2 separate regions of the Sus scrofa genome follow, and region 2 is linked to region 1. Evidence: chromatin contacts called from public Hi-C data. All regions are on one chromosome and are shown on one strand. Each heading gives the region's core, a stretch centred on a gene start, on an enhancer-like site or on the middle of the called end of the contact. The rest is flanking DNA. Distances are from core to core; before and after follow the strand shown.

Region 1 (7,458 bases), core at 1,939-4,438:
TCAAATGCGATGTGCAAAAACAGGCAAAACCAAACAATATATTATTCATGGATAAATGTATATAGGTCATACTTACCAAGAAAATGGGATAGTAAACAAACTTCCTTAAATATCAGCATATTACAGTTACTCTTCTATTTAAAATTACTATTTTTCAATATTTAAATTGCATCCTACTTTATGTAGCAAATGGTCCAAAATCTGAGAAAGGGGATTAAATGGTACCTTCTATCAGAAAATGTGCCTGTACACAGATCATGGATGGCCTATTTGAAGTTTTTGTACAGTTTATTTCAAAACTTGCCACTAGAAGAGGAAATAAGTGAATAGTTCTATTTCAGGCAAAAACTAGAAACTGGCATCAAGCAAATAACAAAATACATGACATGTGAAGTAGCATCAGAAGTTAGGTTCTACCCAACTCCCAAATAAATGAGAACCAAACATTACCTTCCTCAAGTTTCAATCTCTTAGAACATAGAGTCTTTTCAGGTTTTTCCCCCAACCAAGGAAAACTGTAGAGAACTTTGCAGGGGCTGATAAGTAATAAGCAGAGAAGGCTGGGGCTAAATGATAAAGGTTTCAGAGAAATATGATTAGTCTTGCATTTTGCTTAGGTAAGTATTACCTCATCCTTCAAATAATTGTTCCCTCTATTCATCATAAATGGTTCTATTTACGTCATTGGGTGACTCTTTATAATTAACACCCATATTATTAATAAAATATTGTGGCTATCACAGTTCATTCAGACCAATAGGAGTCAGTGTGTTCACTTTAATCACTGATTTTTTGATGCACTATTCACATGCTCCCAAAATTTCCTTTATTTTGAGTCACCTTTAAGACACGAGAATATTAACAGAATAACAAGAAAGTGAAAATTAAACAGCTTATTCCAGTTTGGGAGCTAAATGAAGAAAACTTCCTTCTGAAAAGTTGAGCCTTTTTTTTTTTTTTTTTTTTTTTGCTTTTTATGGCTGCTCCCATGGCATGTGGAGGTCCCAGGCTAGGGGTCCAATTGGAGCTACAGCTACCAGCCTACACCAGAGTTACAGCAACACCAGATCCAAGCCGCATCTGCTACCTACACCACAGCTCACGGCAACGCCAGATCTTTAACCTACTGAACGAAGCCAGGGATTGAATCCGCAACCTCATGGTTCCTAGTCGGATTTGTTTCCACTGCGCCACGACGGGAACTCCAAGTTGAACCATTTTGCTCCACGGTTCTCTTCAAGAAATATTTTTTGGACTGTCCCTAAAATTAGGTTTCTAAAAATGCTAACACCACATAAAATTACAGATTAGATAAATGGATCCTTTGTCTCTCTTAGATACCTTTCCAGCATTGGGAATCTACTCAGGTTGAATTTTTAAAAAAGCATATGGTTCTATAAGACAGTGGGTATGAAAGAAGCATGAAAGTAAAGGAAATTATTCTTGAGCACAAGAGCACTGAGGCGTTTTTACTAAGTTTGCGGACTTGGCCTACACGTTATTAGAATACAAAGCTCCAGAATGACACCCTTGCTTTTAGGTTCAGAGAAGAGAAATTAGTTTTATAACTTTTTGGATGGCAGAATAATAATAGATATAAAAAGCATATCTTCGCATATATGAATTCATTAATACTCAAAAATACCAAGGGGTAGGTATTATACCTATTTTCCAGAGGAGGAAACTAAGGCTACAGGATCTTCCTTAACAAAAGCTTGCCCAGATTCACAAAATAGCAGTTAAGAATCAAACTGAGATCTTGAGTGTAAACTTTGTGAGCATTGATATATAAATATTAACATTTCATCTAAGCATCCACAGATTTATAAAAATAGGTGGTCTTCTAGTAAACTTCTAGCAAAGTAAATGTGTGTGTATACACCATGTGTGTGTGTGTGTATCTCCAAAGATGATTTTCATGAAAATTTTTGCTGTTTGCACCTGTGGCATATGGATGTTCTTGGGTTAGGGGTGGAATCAGAGCTGAAGCTGCAGGCCTACATCACAGCAACACCAGATCCTGAGGGCATCTTCAACTCAAACCACAGCTTGTCACAACTCTGGATCCTTAGTCCCCTGAGTGCAGAGGGGGATGGAGCCCGGATCCTCACCGAGACTATGTCAGGTTCTTAATCTGCTGATCCACAACGGCAACTACTACTGAATTTTTAAAAATTTAGGCACAATAATGTACAAGAGTTGTGTCAACGAATGTTTAAAACAATACTTCCCTAATAATTTAATAAAATCACTTAGTCACTCTGGAGGCCAATACTGTCCTCTGTGATATTAGAGATCTGTGAGCACCAGGTGAGTTCACCTGGGTTTGAATCCTGGCTCTGCCATGACTTGAGGGAAGTCAGTGTTGCTGCAGTTTGCCAGCTCTAAGAAAGCCCTGCACATAGGGCGGTGGTGAGGGGTATATATATGCCTGACCACAGTCAGGTGGCTCGAGTAGGGCTTAAGTATGAGAAACGCTACCATCATGTAGAGATAATCGCTAAGGTCCTGCCCACCGTGCTAGCCAGTGGGCAATGACCTCAAGCTGTGTTTAACATTTTAGCAAAGACAGCATGCAGCTGTCAGATGGAGCTGTGGTCAACAAACACAGAGCACCAGCGTGGCTGTCCAGATGTGCTGGATGGCTCCATCTACAGACTTCTGGAGATAGATATCTAGGACCGCTGGGCCGCAGAAACCCTTGGGCAGTTATTAAGCGTTGGAGGTTACAAATGCCAGGAAAGCTTGTTTTAAAACGCCCGGCCAGCCCCACTGAGGCGGCAGGTCCGGGCTACAGCCCAGTAAACCTTTGTGGTGAACAAGCATGATGGGTTTGCAGTGTGGGGCGGAAGCCTGCCCTGGGCGTTAATGGTTAAGGGACTTGGGGTCCACAGCGGAAGAACCGCGGCGCTCAGCAAAGCCTTGGAGCAAATGCCAAACGACAGTCTCCTTCGCCGCTTCAGGTTGCCGCCGCCGGAAGGGAAGCAGCGAGCCTTGCAAGCCCGGCCCGGCCCGGCCGGCAGCCTAACCCCCAGGCCGGGACAGAACTTACCTTCCTCAAATCCCGCGCTCCACCTCCGTGTGACCCGGTCGCTGCGTCGCCGCGGAAGGCTATTGCAGGAGCCAGCGACCGGAATACGGCTCAAAGCTCCGAGGGGCGGGGCGAAGCCGCTCACGTGACTGAGCATGCTCTTCCCCCAGGGCCTCCGTGGCCTTACTGGCCATTGGATGATTCCCACCCGACAGATGCCGCTGGCCAACCGTGCTCGCACGCCAGGACTTGGAACTGACAGTCTTAATCCTATGTTTGACAAACCTCGGTGCCACCAATTTATTTTTTTCTTTTTACCACCACACTTGTGTCCTGTGCAGGTTCTCCTGCTAGGGGTGGAATTGAGGCTGCATTTGCTTATGCCCGAACAAAAACGGATCTGAGCTGCATCCGTCTATGCCGCCTAGGCTTGTGGCAATGCCGGATCCTTAACCCACTGAGCGAGGCCAGGGACCTAACCTCTTCCCCACAGACACTATGTGGATTTTTAACCTGCTGAGCCATAAGGGGAACTCCCGTCAGTTAATTTTTAAATGTTTGTTGAGCTCACCACATTTATCCAGATTTTAAACACCACTGGGGCTCTCACTTCTAGGAATTTACCTTTTAAAAATATTTGCGGAAGTTCCTCACAGTTGCATGTAATCTAAGTTCAGAGATATTTATTTCAAGGAAAAATGACAGTAGCGCTAATGATCAACAGGGAAGTGGTTAAACAAAAAAGAATTAGACATGTGAATTACTTTGCAGCCACATACTCAAGAGCAGATTTCAAGATATGGATGAATTTGTTAAAAAGCAGAGTATGGAATAGTATGTGTGGTGTGCTTTCTTTATAGTAAATAAAAGTTATTTCTCAAGATACTAATGTGTAGATATGTACATTTAAAAAAATATGGTTACTTTAGGGGAGATAGGTTTTCACTTTTGTATTTTGAACTTTGCAACTTGGGTTTTTCTCTGAATTTTTTAAAAAAGAAAAAACCCACAAACCACGCACCTCATATTCGCATCCAAAGTTGGAAGCTATGTGAGTGTGATAGCGTTTTTTTGTTTGTTTTTCCTTTTTTCTTTTTTTTTTTACAGTTTCCTTGGCTGTCTTCTAAGCAGTGATCCTTAACTTTGGTCACACTTTAATCACCCGGGAGTCATGATGAACAGACCAATAAGATAACTCTCTAGGGGTTGGTAGGAGGAGGGGGAATCAACATATTTTTTCTAACTTTCCCAGTAAATTCTAGTGTGACCTCAAGGTTGAAAAACTAGTCTATATTTAATACAATGACACACTGATCTGAGGTCCTAGAGAGGACCAGTGGGCTTGGGGCAGCTGAAACCCCAGAGCCTTCTTCATTTACCTCAGTATGTCATGTAAATGCTGTAAGCCAAAACATGTAAAAGATTGAGAAGCTCAGAATAATGGATTTGATTCCAATTTTATTTCTATTCTGCCCAGTATAGTTTTAATGTGATAGTAATATTTTATGGGATAATTTCACTTTTGACCATTTGTTCCACTGATCCAAGCACAAATTAACCATCTAGTTTTGATAAATTGCTTTACTAAAGTGATAATAAAATACATTTGATTTATTATCATTTACAATACCCATTAGCCATCCCAAATTATTTTATTGGCACATGGAGCATGTTAGCAGTACTCAGCTTGTATCATTGAAAGAATAAGTAAGGTTTGCCGTTTTTTAATGAGTATTACTTCTTTTTTGCTTTGGCATAAACCAGGCATTAAAGTAAGACACATCTTAGATCCACTGACCTTAAATCTAATTTTTGAATGGATTGAATACCTCAGTTGATATGCACTCATATGTGCATAAGATGAATGAGAGAGAAACGCACAACTTTCTTTTATCTCTACCTAAAGTATTGATGTGGTTAGTTATGGGAAAGTATGACTTGAAAGCTGTAGTGGGATGCAGAATAAACTACCTCTCTCACTTCTGAGACGCAAACGTATGTGCACAGCCTAGCTGGCACAGGTGCATGAGTTAATGACAGGAACCCATAATGCCCATCTGAAAGTTGTTACAGTTCGGGATAAAATTTATGATTCCTACTGTCATTTCCCTTTTCTTTCTTTTTCTCCCTTCCTCCTTTCCTTCATCTCTCTCCGTCTCCCTCTGTCTCTTTCTCTCTCTTTCTTTTCCTTTTTTTTTTTTTCTTGACAATTGATTAGTTCCAGCCAGAGTGGGCAACACCACCACAAAGTTCTACCTGGGGACATGTGGGGGCAGTTTCTACTTCTGTCATTCTGTTTGTTCCTTCCTCCTTGTGTTCTTTCAGCCTCCCCTTTCCTACTAGCGACATCTAGTGGTAGCCCTGGAAGGAGTTTTGTTTCCTGTCACCAAAACCTGCTTGCCTTCTGTGAGCCTGCCCACCAATATCTTTGTCTCTAAATACTCTGAAATATCCCTTCTCATTTTTGTGAGCTCTTGCTCTGCTCTGAGCATGAAGCTGTTTCCAGGCAAGCTTTTCTGAGACCAAAACTTTCCTCTCAGAGAGGTTTAAAACCTGCCTTCAATCCCAAGCCAAAATCTGAGAGCTAGTGAAAACATCCATGTTGTTAGTTTCACTACAGGGAGGTTGAAGAGTATCCAGCAATCAGGATTTCCTAGTCCTCCAAACCAGAAAAGGGTGATAACATTGCCTCTATTATGCCACTGGGATTATGGTCATGAGAAAGTTAGGGTGGCTTTAAACACTACCTGTCTGCTTGCAACAACAAAATGAAAGTCTACACAGCATTCATTTGGGTGGCAGCCCATGTAATATCTCCATCTGGATATTGTTGCAGAAACAGTGGTGTTCATTTAGCATCCCACCTAGTAGCCTGCGTTTCCCAGACCGTTCGATAGTTGGTTGAGGCCATGGGCCTAGTTTTGGCCAGTGGTCTGGGGGTGAAAATGCAGAGTGTCACTCCCAGACTGAAGTGTAGCAGAACAGATAGGAAACCTTTCGAGTTGTGTCTTTTTCTATCACAGTTAACCTTCTAGATGGTGGAGGCTCTTGGCAGCCTGGGTCCCTGTGTGGCTACATGGAACAGAGACCCCAGTGCCCCCCAACATGTCCACCAAGCCATAAAAGACATGTCACTTATGTGAGAAATAAACTTTGGTGTTGAGCCACTGAAATTTTAAGGTTGTTTACGATTATAATAGCATAGTTTAACCTGATAGCTCATGCACAGCTGTCTTTAACTGTATCTGTTCAAAATTGAAAAATCCAAAATTTCCCCCTCCATCTCCACAAGTGACAACATTGTTCATATGCTCAAGGTGGAAACCCAAATGCCATACAGGAGATCTCCCTCTTCCTCACTCCTGCTGTGCAGAACAGTTAACACAGCTGACCTGAGACTACTGTCCTTAAAAAGCTCTACTTGCAGGGTCGGTCCTTGGCTGGCATCTGGGAACTTGGCTGTGAAATATTTCCTATACTGATATAAAACTTTCTCTAAGAAATAAGGGTGACTCGCTGTGCCTAAACTGTTTGTATAAACAATATGGTTTAAGCTGACCATGAAACGCTTTCTTTCTGGGAGTCTGGAACTTTGGTATATGCTACGCAGAGGTGCCCATTGTGACCAGTTCTCAATAAAAACCTTGGGTGCTGAGTCTCTAATGGGCTACTCTGGGCAGAAACACTGCACACGTTTCTTCATTTTCACTTCTGGAGGAAGAGGGAGCTCTGTGTGATCCTTCATGAGAGGGAGAGAGTGTAAGGAAGCCCACACATGGATGCCTCTGTACTCCACCTGTGTCCTTTTTCCTCCATCCAGCTTGTATACTTACAACATCCCTGTAATAAATCTTAGTGTGAGAAGAACTATATAATGAGTCCCATGTGTCCTTTTAGTGAATCCTTGAACATGAGGTAGGGACACCCCTAAACCCCCCTATATCTAATCCAGCACTGAGTCCTGTCATTTCCACTTCCTAAAATGTATTTCAAATGACTTCTTTTCTCATCTTTGTCAGCACTCCAGAAGGTGCCATCATCTTTTACTGGTGTTGGACTTTGAGAGGACCAATAAATAACTACCTTTCTTTCCTGCCTGAGTTTGGAACCAATTGAGATACAGAAAGAGATCAAAGTGTAAGCTTTAGGAGTTCCCTTCATGGCTCAGTGGTTAATGAACCTGACTAGCATCCATGAGGAATGGGTTCGATCCCTGGCATTGCTCAGTGAGTTAAGGATCCAGCATTGCTGTGAGCTGTGGTGTAGGTCACAGACACAGCTTGGATCTCGAGTTGCTGTAGCTATGGTGTAGGCCGGTGGCTACAACTCCGATTGGACTCCCGGGCTGGGAACCTCTATATGCCCCGGGTGCAGCCCTTAAAAAAAAAAAAAGTGTAAGCTTTATTTAATAATAAATATCCATGTTG
Region 2 (7,458 bases), core at 3,020-5,519, 230 kb before region 1:
GCAAACTATTACATTTAGAATGGATAAGCACATAGAACTATATTCAATATCTTGGGATAGACCATGACTGAAGATAATACAAGAAAGGGAAAGTATATATACGTATGACCGTATCACTTTACTGGGCAGCAGAAATTGGCACAACATTGTATATCAACTATACTTTACTTTAAAAAGGGAGGGAGAAAAGAGTTCTTGTCATAGTTCCTCAGTAACAAATCTGACTAGGATCCATGAGTATGCAGGATCGATCCCTGGCCTCACTCAGTGGGTTAAGGTTACGGCATTGCCGTGAGCTGTGGTGTAGGTCACAGATGCGGCTTGGATCCTTCATTGCTGTGGCTGGTGCATACAGCTCCGATTCGACCCCTAGCCTGGGAACTTCCATGTGCCACAGGGGCAGAACTAAAAAGCAAAAAAAAGGGGTGTGTGTGTGGAGAATTTGATATTTGGGGAAGTTTGTCAAAAATACCAAAAAGGTTTCAGAACACTTGGTCAAATACATTTTTAGGTCACTGTGGAACAATATTTATTCACTCAACCAAAGTGACAATAAAAAATCTCAAAAACGGGAGTTGCTGTTATGGTGCAGCGAAAACGAATCTGACTAGGAAATATGAGGTTGTGTGTTTGATCCCTGGCCTCGCTTGGTGGGTTAAGGATCTGGCGTTGTCCTGAGCTTCGGTGCAGGTCGCAGACTAGGCTCGGATCTGATGTTGCTGTTGTGTAGGCTGGCAGCTGTAGTTCCAATTGGACCCCTAGCCTGGGAACTTCCATATGCCACACACTCACAAAAAAAAGTCAAAAGCCAATACAGAAAGTTTTAACAGTACCACTGTTAAAAGTAAAGAAACTTTATAATCTATTATCAAAAGTAGATCAATATTTAGGAAAATTTTATTCTCCTAACAGGAAGAAAATGATTTTTTATCACTTTCATATTAAAATGTATTTATTCAATTAAATTTATCCTAATCTTAGTCCTGATCGTACATAGAACTTCTTTCTAAAGATTCTTTTTTTTCTCACAAACTTACAACTTCTTATATCCATATTCATTTGTTTCATTTTCTTTCCCACTTAATTACACATTTTAATTAGAGTTTTTGGGTTTTTTTTGGGGGGGGTCTTTTTTGCCATTTCTTGGGCCACTCCCACAGCATATGGAGGTTCCCAGGCTAGGGATCAAATCAGAGCTGTAGCCGCCAGCCTACACCAGAGCTACAGTAACACGGGATCCAAGCCACGTCTGCAACCTACACCACAGCTCATGGCAAAGCCGGATCCCTAACTCACTGAGCAAGGCCAGGGATCAAACCCACAACCTCATGATTCCTAGTCGGATACGTTAACCACTGAGCCACGACAGGAACTCCCTAGAGTTCTTTGGTTTGTTTGTTTCTTTTGCTTTTTAGGGCTGCACGTGTGGGCATATGGAAGTTCCCAGGCTAGGGGTCAAATTGGAGCTGCATCCGCCGGCCACAGCCACAGCAATGCAGGATCCAGCCGTGTCTGTGACCTACACCACAGCTCACAGCAATACAGGATACTTCGCCCACTGAGCAAGGCCAAGGATCAAACCTGCATCCTTACGGATACTAGTCGGGTTTGCTACCACTGAGCCACAACAGGAACTCCCAAAGTTCTTTTTTTTTTTTCCCCCACACTTACAGCATGCAGAAGTTCCCAGGCCAGGGACTAAACCCATGCCACAGCAGTGACCAAGCCACAGTAGTGACAATGCTAGATCCTTAACCACTAGGCCACTAGGGAACTCCCTTAATTAGAATTCTTAACCTTTAAAAAACCTTAGTTTCTAGTGAAAACTGAGAAGTAAGCAATTACAATCTGTCATACCAGCATTTTTAGATTGGAAAGCTTAATTTCTTTAACCTAATTTCTTTCTTCAGTGGGAAATGTCCAAGGAACACAAACATCTTTAGTTTTTCTTGCGTAAGACAAAAGTATTTTTTAAATTATCGTTAATTTACAGTGTTATGTCAATTTCTACTGCATGGCATAGCAACCCAGGCAAACGTATATATACATCCTTTCTCTCATCTTCCATCAGAGTTCCCATTGTGGTACAGCAGCAACAAATCCAACTAGTATCCATGAGGATGCAGGGTCGAACCCTGGCCTCGATCAGTGGGTCGGGGATCCAGAGTTGCCATGAGCTGCAGTGTAGGTTGCAGTCAGCTCGGATCCCATGTTGCTGTGGCTATGGTATAGATTTGCAGCTACACCTCGGATTCAACCCCGAGCCTGGGAACTTTCATATGCTGCAGGTGCTGCCCTAAAAGAAAAAGGTAACTATTTAATAGTCTCTTCAGAGTGGAAAGGGATGTCAGTCTTACACTTTTGTTTGTTTCTTTTAGGTACCTTCTGTATCACTATTATTTCATTAGCCTTCAAATCTTTCACTGAGGCTCTTTTGGAGTTTTGAAGATTTGGGGGGGCCTTTGCACGCCAATTACAATGGGTACAATATTTAAGATGACAGCTCTCTAAAATTTCAACCATTCAGAAGACTTTCCAATTCAAAGGGTCTCAGATGCTGGCCCTACAAACATTTTCTTCTGCTACTTTAATTTTACCTCTCTTGTTTCTGGTAGACCCTGCAGGCAGAGATCCCAGACACTAACATGGTAAGAAATTACCTTCTGTAGCTTTCTTTGTGCACACAAAAATAAGTTTTGGAGTGCCAGAAGAACCCCATCTTGGCCATTTTGGGGCAGGATTTCCTTTAATTCCCAATTAAGTACCTGAAAGCATGCATAAACCCAGCTGGTGTCCCCGTAGGTATCTGTCTGTCCAGGGGCTGTTTGGTCTTTGAGGCACAATTTCCCACTATCAAATTGGTGGTCTAAGTCAGATATGAGATTCGATCTGAACAACTTTCTGAGGGCAGCGTGCTGGAGCAGATGGGTGCTGCTTCTGTGTCTAGCTCCCCAAGGAGTTACCCTTGGATCGGTTAGATTCTTCTACGTGTCCTGGTTTCTCCCTATGACAGTCTAAAAATGCTCTGAGTGCTTGGAGCACGAGATGATCTGCCTTTAAATTGTACCACCCCAGAAAAGCAGTATTTATATAATGGTTTTTGTGGAGTTCCCCTGCAGGGCAACTATATGTCATGAGGATTGATCCTCAGACACTTCCGATAGGTTCTAAGTTACCTGAGAACACTCTGTGACTGGAAGGGGCAAATGTTCCTTGTTCTTCAGAGTTGAATAATTCAGTCATTTTACTAGCAAAAGTTCTCTTCAGATCAAATATATATACCTTCTAATGTGTTTCTCATAAATTGAAGCAGTCTACATTCAACATCCTACATCTTATAGCTCTTAGTTCTAAATATAAGCCCATTTCTTTTTAATAGTTACATGGTATATTATTTCTGGATGTACCAACTTTTTAAAAATAGAAACTTAAATGGGATGGAGAACTTACAGATTTTCCCCAATCTCATACATTTATAGCACTCTATAATAAGAGCTAGTGTTCGTTACAGTGACACAGGCGTGTCTTTGGGATTATTTTTAAAACGCTAAAAATTATGTTCGGTATAATTTTTTTTTTTAGGGCCGCACCCACGGCTTATGGAAGTTTCCAGGCTAGGGGTTGAATCAGAGCTGCAGCTGCCAGCCAACACCACAGACACAGCAACACCAGATCTGAGTCTCCTCTTTCACCTACACCACAGCTCACTGCAATGCCGGATCCTTAACCCACTGAGCCAGGCCAGGGATTAAACCAGCATCCTTGTGGTTCCTAGTCGAGTTGATTTCCACTGAGCCACAACAGGAACTCCTATGTTCAGCATAATTTTGCTTTAAAGTACATTTTCTTTTTCTTTCTTTCTTGCTTTTTTTTTTTTTTTTTTTTTTTTTGGTGTGTGTGTTTTTGCCTTTTCTAGGGCCGCACCCTCAGCATATGAAGGTTCCCAAGCTAGGGGTCTAATCGGAGCTGTAGCCGCCAGCCTATGCCACAGCCACAGCAACACCAGATCCCAGCCGCATCTGCGACTTACACCACAGCTCACCGCTCACGGCAACGCCGGATCCTTTGAGGCCAGGGATCGAACCCGCAACCTCATGGTTCCTAGTCGGATTCATGAACCACTGAGCCACGATGGGAACTCCTAAAGCATATTTTCAATGACATTGTTCATGGAGATCAAAAGTCCCTGAAAGCTATCTTACTACGCACCCATGGGAAAGATTCCTTTTTTGTTCACGACATGCACTATTCTTTTCTGCCACTAGGTGGTGATCCTCAGACACCTATTCCCTACAAGGTCCTTAGGCCACACGCTGGGTCAGGCCAGTGTTGAATGAAAGAGCACTGTGTGAAGTCTGTTTCTGAGTCCAGTAGTTTACACAGAACCACAGAATAAGGATGACAATTGTAAAGCAGTCTACTCAGGAAAGCAGTGCTAAGGAAATGACTAAGGCAGGTGGGGTACTAGTGATAGGTCCAGTCTTTTCCTCCTGGATCTTCAATGGTTACTTACTCCCCCACCCAGGAAGGCTAAAAGGTGAGACTAGGACCCAGCTCACTACCACAGCCTGGCTAATGTGTGCACTGGGGCAAGATCTGGGAGGAGGACCCAAGTGGGGGTCTTAGGTCTGCGCTGGCCCTGTTCCACCCTGGCATGTGCCCTGTGATGACACCAGACTTCCCCAGTCTGTGAACAATGCACACCTGGAGTTCTTTCAGTTATGTTCAACTTCCCAAATAAGTTTTGAGTCCCTTCCCGAAAGAAAGACATGAACATGCCACCTTCAAAGGAAGATAAGTCTCCCTATCTAGGTCAGTTTAAAAACATGGGCCACAGCGTGTGATCAACTCCCAAATGCCACAGTGCCACAGAAGAAGAAGCAACCTGTGTGGGCCAAGGCACTAGAAAGGTTTCACCTCAGAGATGGCACTTAGAATGAAAGCTGCTTGGAGGGAGAGGGGCCTTGGTGAACACGTGGGCATTTCACAAGTCCCTCAGAGTCCTAGGGGTTTGGGGAGAACCCTTGGGTGCCCCCTGGAGGCTGAACTAGGAGGAGTCCCAGCCCCCGACTCCAACCTCAGCTCCAGTTCAGTGGCGTTCTATACATGCTCTGTTGGAGGGAAGCATCCTACTGCTTTTTTTCTTTTTTCTTTTTCTTTTTTCAGTTGGAACCACTGATCTAGTCCAAACTGCTCATGGTGCAGATAAGAACACTGAAGCACCCTCGGGACTTTCCCAGAGTCGTACATGGTGGGAACACTTTGGACAGGCTGAAGAGGGAGAACAGGGTGTCCAGGTGGGAACCAGAAAGAAAGAACCACTTCCCTCCTGACCCACAAGTGAGAGAAGCATGTCTGTCAAACCATGTGAAACTAAAGGCAGTTTGTATTTGCCTCTCAGGTTCAATGAAGGCACACATCTTCTCTTACCAGAGACATAGACATGGAGCCTCAGATGCAACACTCAACACGACGAAGCCCCAAACTATAGAAGCTGAAAAGTAATTGAATCCTCATTTCCATCATCCAGGTAATTATTTTTTCTTTTCCATCTTTTCACTTACAGTGTTAGAGCTATTTGTAACACTGTCAAAAATGCAGTGAAGGTTAGAAACAGCAAGGGAAGAAGGCAGAGACGGAAGCAATGAGACCTCAAGCAGGTTTATAGACCAAGAGAGTGGCCAGGAGAACTGAGCAGAGAGAACTCAGTCTCCTTTCCCTCCCCTCCCCCTTATCCTCCCTCCCCTCCCCCTTATCTCCCCTCCCCTCTCTATCTCCCCTCCCCTCCCCCTTATCCTCCTTCCCCTCTCCCTTATCCCTCCTTCCCTCCCCTCTTTATCTCCCCTCCCTCCCCTTTATCCTCCCTCCCCTCCTCCTTATCTCCCCTCCCCCCCAGCTTAGGGAGCAGCTAGTTATATAGAGAAAGGGATAGTTTCTATTTTTACCAGATTCTGTTTTTAGCACAGGTTGGTGGGAGAGGGGAAAAATACAAGTTATGTTGTTGGAATTTAACAGTTTCTCTAGCTATTCTTGTCTTGCAGCTCTGCATTTCATTTTGTAGGGTTACCACTTAACAGGAGGTAGCACCCCCTCCAGGGGGTTATATCACTGGCTCTGTACCAGGCTTGGCAGAGGATACATGGGTAGAGGTTTAATGAAAAAAAGTCAAATAGCTACTCTCTCACCAACTTCTGTTTCTCCTTATTTTACAAAATGTGGAATTACCTTCAGACCAGTTTCAAAAGCTTGAGTCAAGATTAGAGTTGGAAAACCAAGGTTCAGCATGAAAAGATTAACTCTTAAAAAGTGAGGAGAAATCTTTAAACCAGGTCTGAAGAAAGACGATGCTGCTTTTCTACTCCACTGGTGAAGAGAAAACAGAAGATGCCCATTCAGTTTAACTGCTCTAGTTAGGTGAAAGAAACCCACCTCAAACCAATTTAGGCAAGAAGTGAATTTACAAGCTCAGGCAGTGGAAAAATGCAGGGGCAGATACATTCAACCAGAGGCAGGGGCTCAAGTGGTGTCATCAGGCATTTCTTTCTCCCTCTCTTGTCTCCACTTTATTCTGCTCCATCCTCAGTCAGGGTCTCCTGGTGGGAAAGCAGAACTCCAGCAGGTGCAGGCATGCAAACGTAAACCCCTTAAGAAGAGAGCACTGGAGTTCCTGTCATGGTGCAGTGGTTAACGAATCCGACTAGGAACCATGAGGTTGCGGGTTCTGTCCCTGCCCTTGCTCAGTGGATTAATGATCCGGGGTTGCCATGAGCTGTGGTGTAGGTTGCAGACAAGGCTCGGATCCTGTGTTGCTGTGGCTCTGGTATAGGCCGATGGCTACAGCTCCGATTCGACCCCTAGCCTGGGAACCTCCATATGCCGCGAGAGCGGCCCAAGAAATGGCAAAAAGACAAAAAAAAAAAAAAAAAAAAAAAAAAGAGAGAGAGAGAGAGAGAGAGCACCTGTGCTCCCATTGTGCCACGTATCAGGAGGTGCATCTCACTGGCTTGGATTGTATCATGTGCCCCTCCTTGAATACACTGGCTTGATTCTGACGGGTCAGCTTCTGTTACATGACCACCCTGGCATTGGGAATTAAGAACTAACCAGAGGTCACATCCAGCTAGAATTGAGTCTTAAAAGATGGAACCCAAATCAAGAGCAGAGGAGGGAGTTTTCCCCAACATAAAAGTTTCTTTACTGGAAGGAGGGAGTTTGTTGAGCTGGCAGAAACCACAGCTGTGTTCTCCCTCCATCCTCCCAGCTCCGCTGCTCTCTATGCTGATCGGATGATGTACACTTGATGCCTTTGGTGGGCTTGGAAGCAGTTTAATAATAGAAGCTATTAGCCAAGCCAGCCTGCCAATTCAGTTATCTGTTCATTAAGTTAATGTTTATTTGCAGTAAGCCACAAACTTGGACCCAGCACAGGAAGGGAGTGTTACTGAGTCCACTGGCTCC

What was found. A called contact is a pair of places that touch in the nucleus more often than the background predicts.
Region 2: a contact with region 1 is called in a Hi-C map of undifferentiated spermatogonia, with 2.0 times the contacts expected there. The contact joins the enhancer-like site here to the promoter of RFESD in region 1. A contact is called at or near these places in 16 of 47 Hi-C or Micro-C datasets (blood, brain, embryonic fibroblasts and 9 more) and 2 of 2 datasets of contacts at active chromatin or transcription factors (alveolar macrophages and skeletal muscle).

What each region holds. Positions count from the first base shown.
Region 1 is chr2:102,239,518-102,246,975 of Sscrofa11.1, reverse strand. RFESD (Rieske domain-containing protein) reads right to left here and starts at 3,188. Exons shown (of 4, transcript XM_003123769.5): 1 at 3,053-3,188.
Region 2 is chr2:102,466,077-102,473,534 of Sscrofa11.1, reverse strand. No RefSeq gene overlaps it. Among named protein-coding and RNA genes, the nearest start is that of GLRX, 32 kb to the right of the region's middle. Within about 2 kb of position 4,269, at least 16 of the 83 cell types and tissues checked have an H3K27ac peak or open chromatin away from gene starts, as enhancers often do. A contact at or near this core is called in alveolar macrophages, fetal liver and undifferentiated spermatogonia, where this site is marked.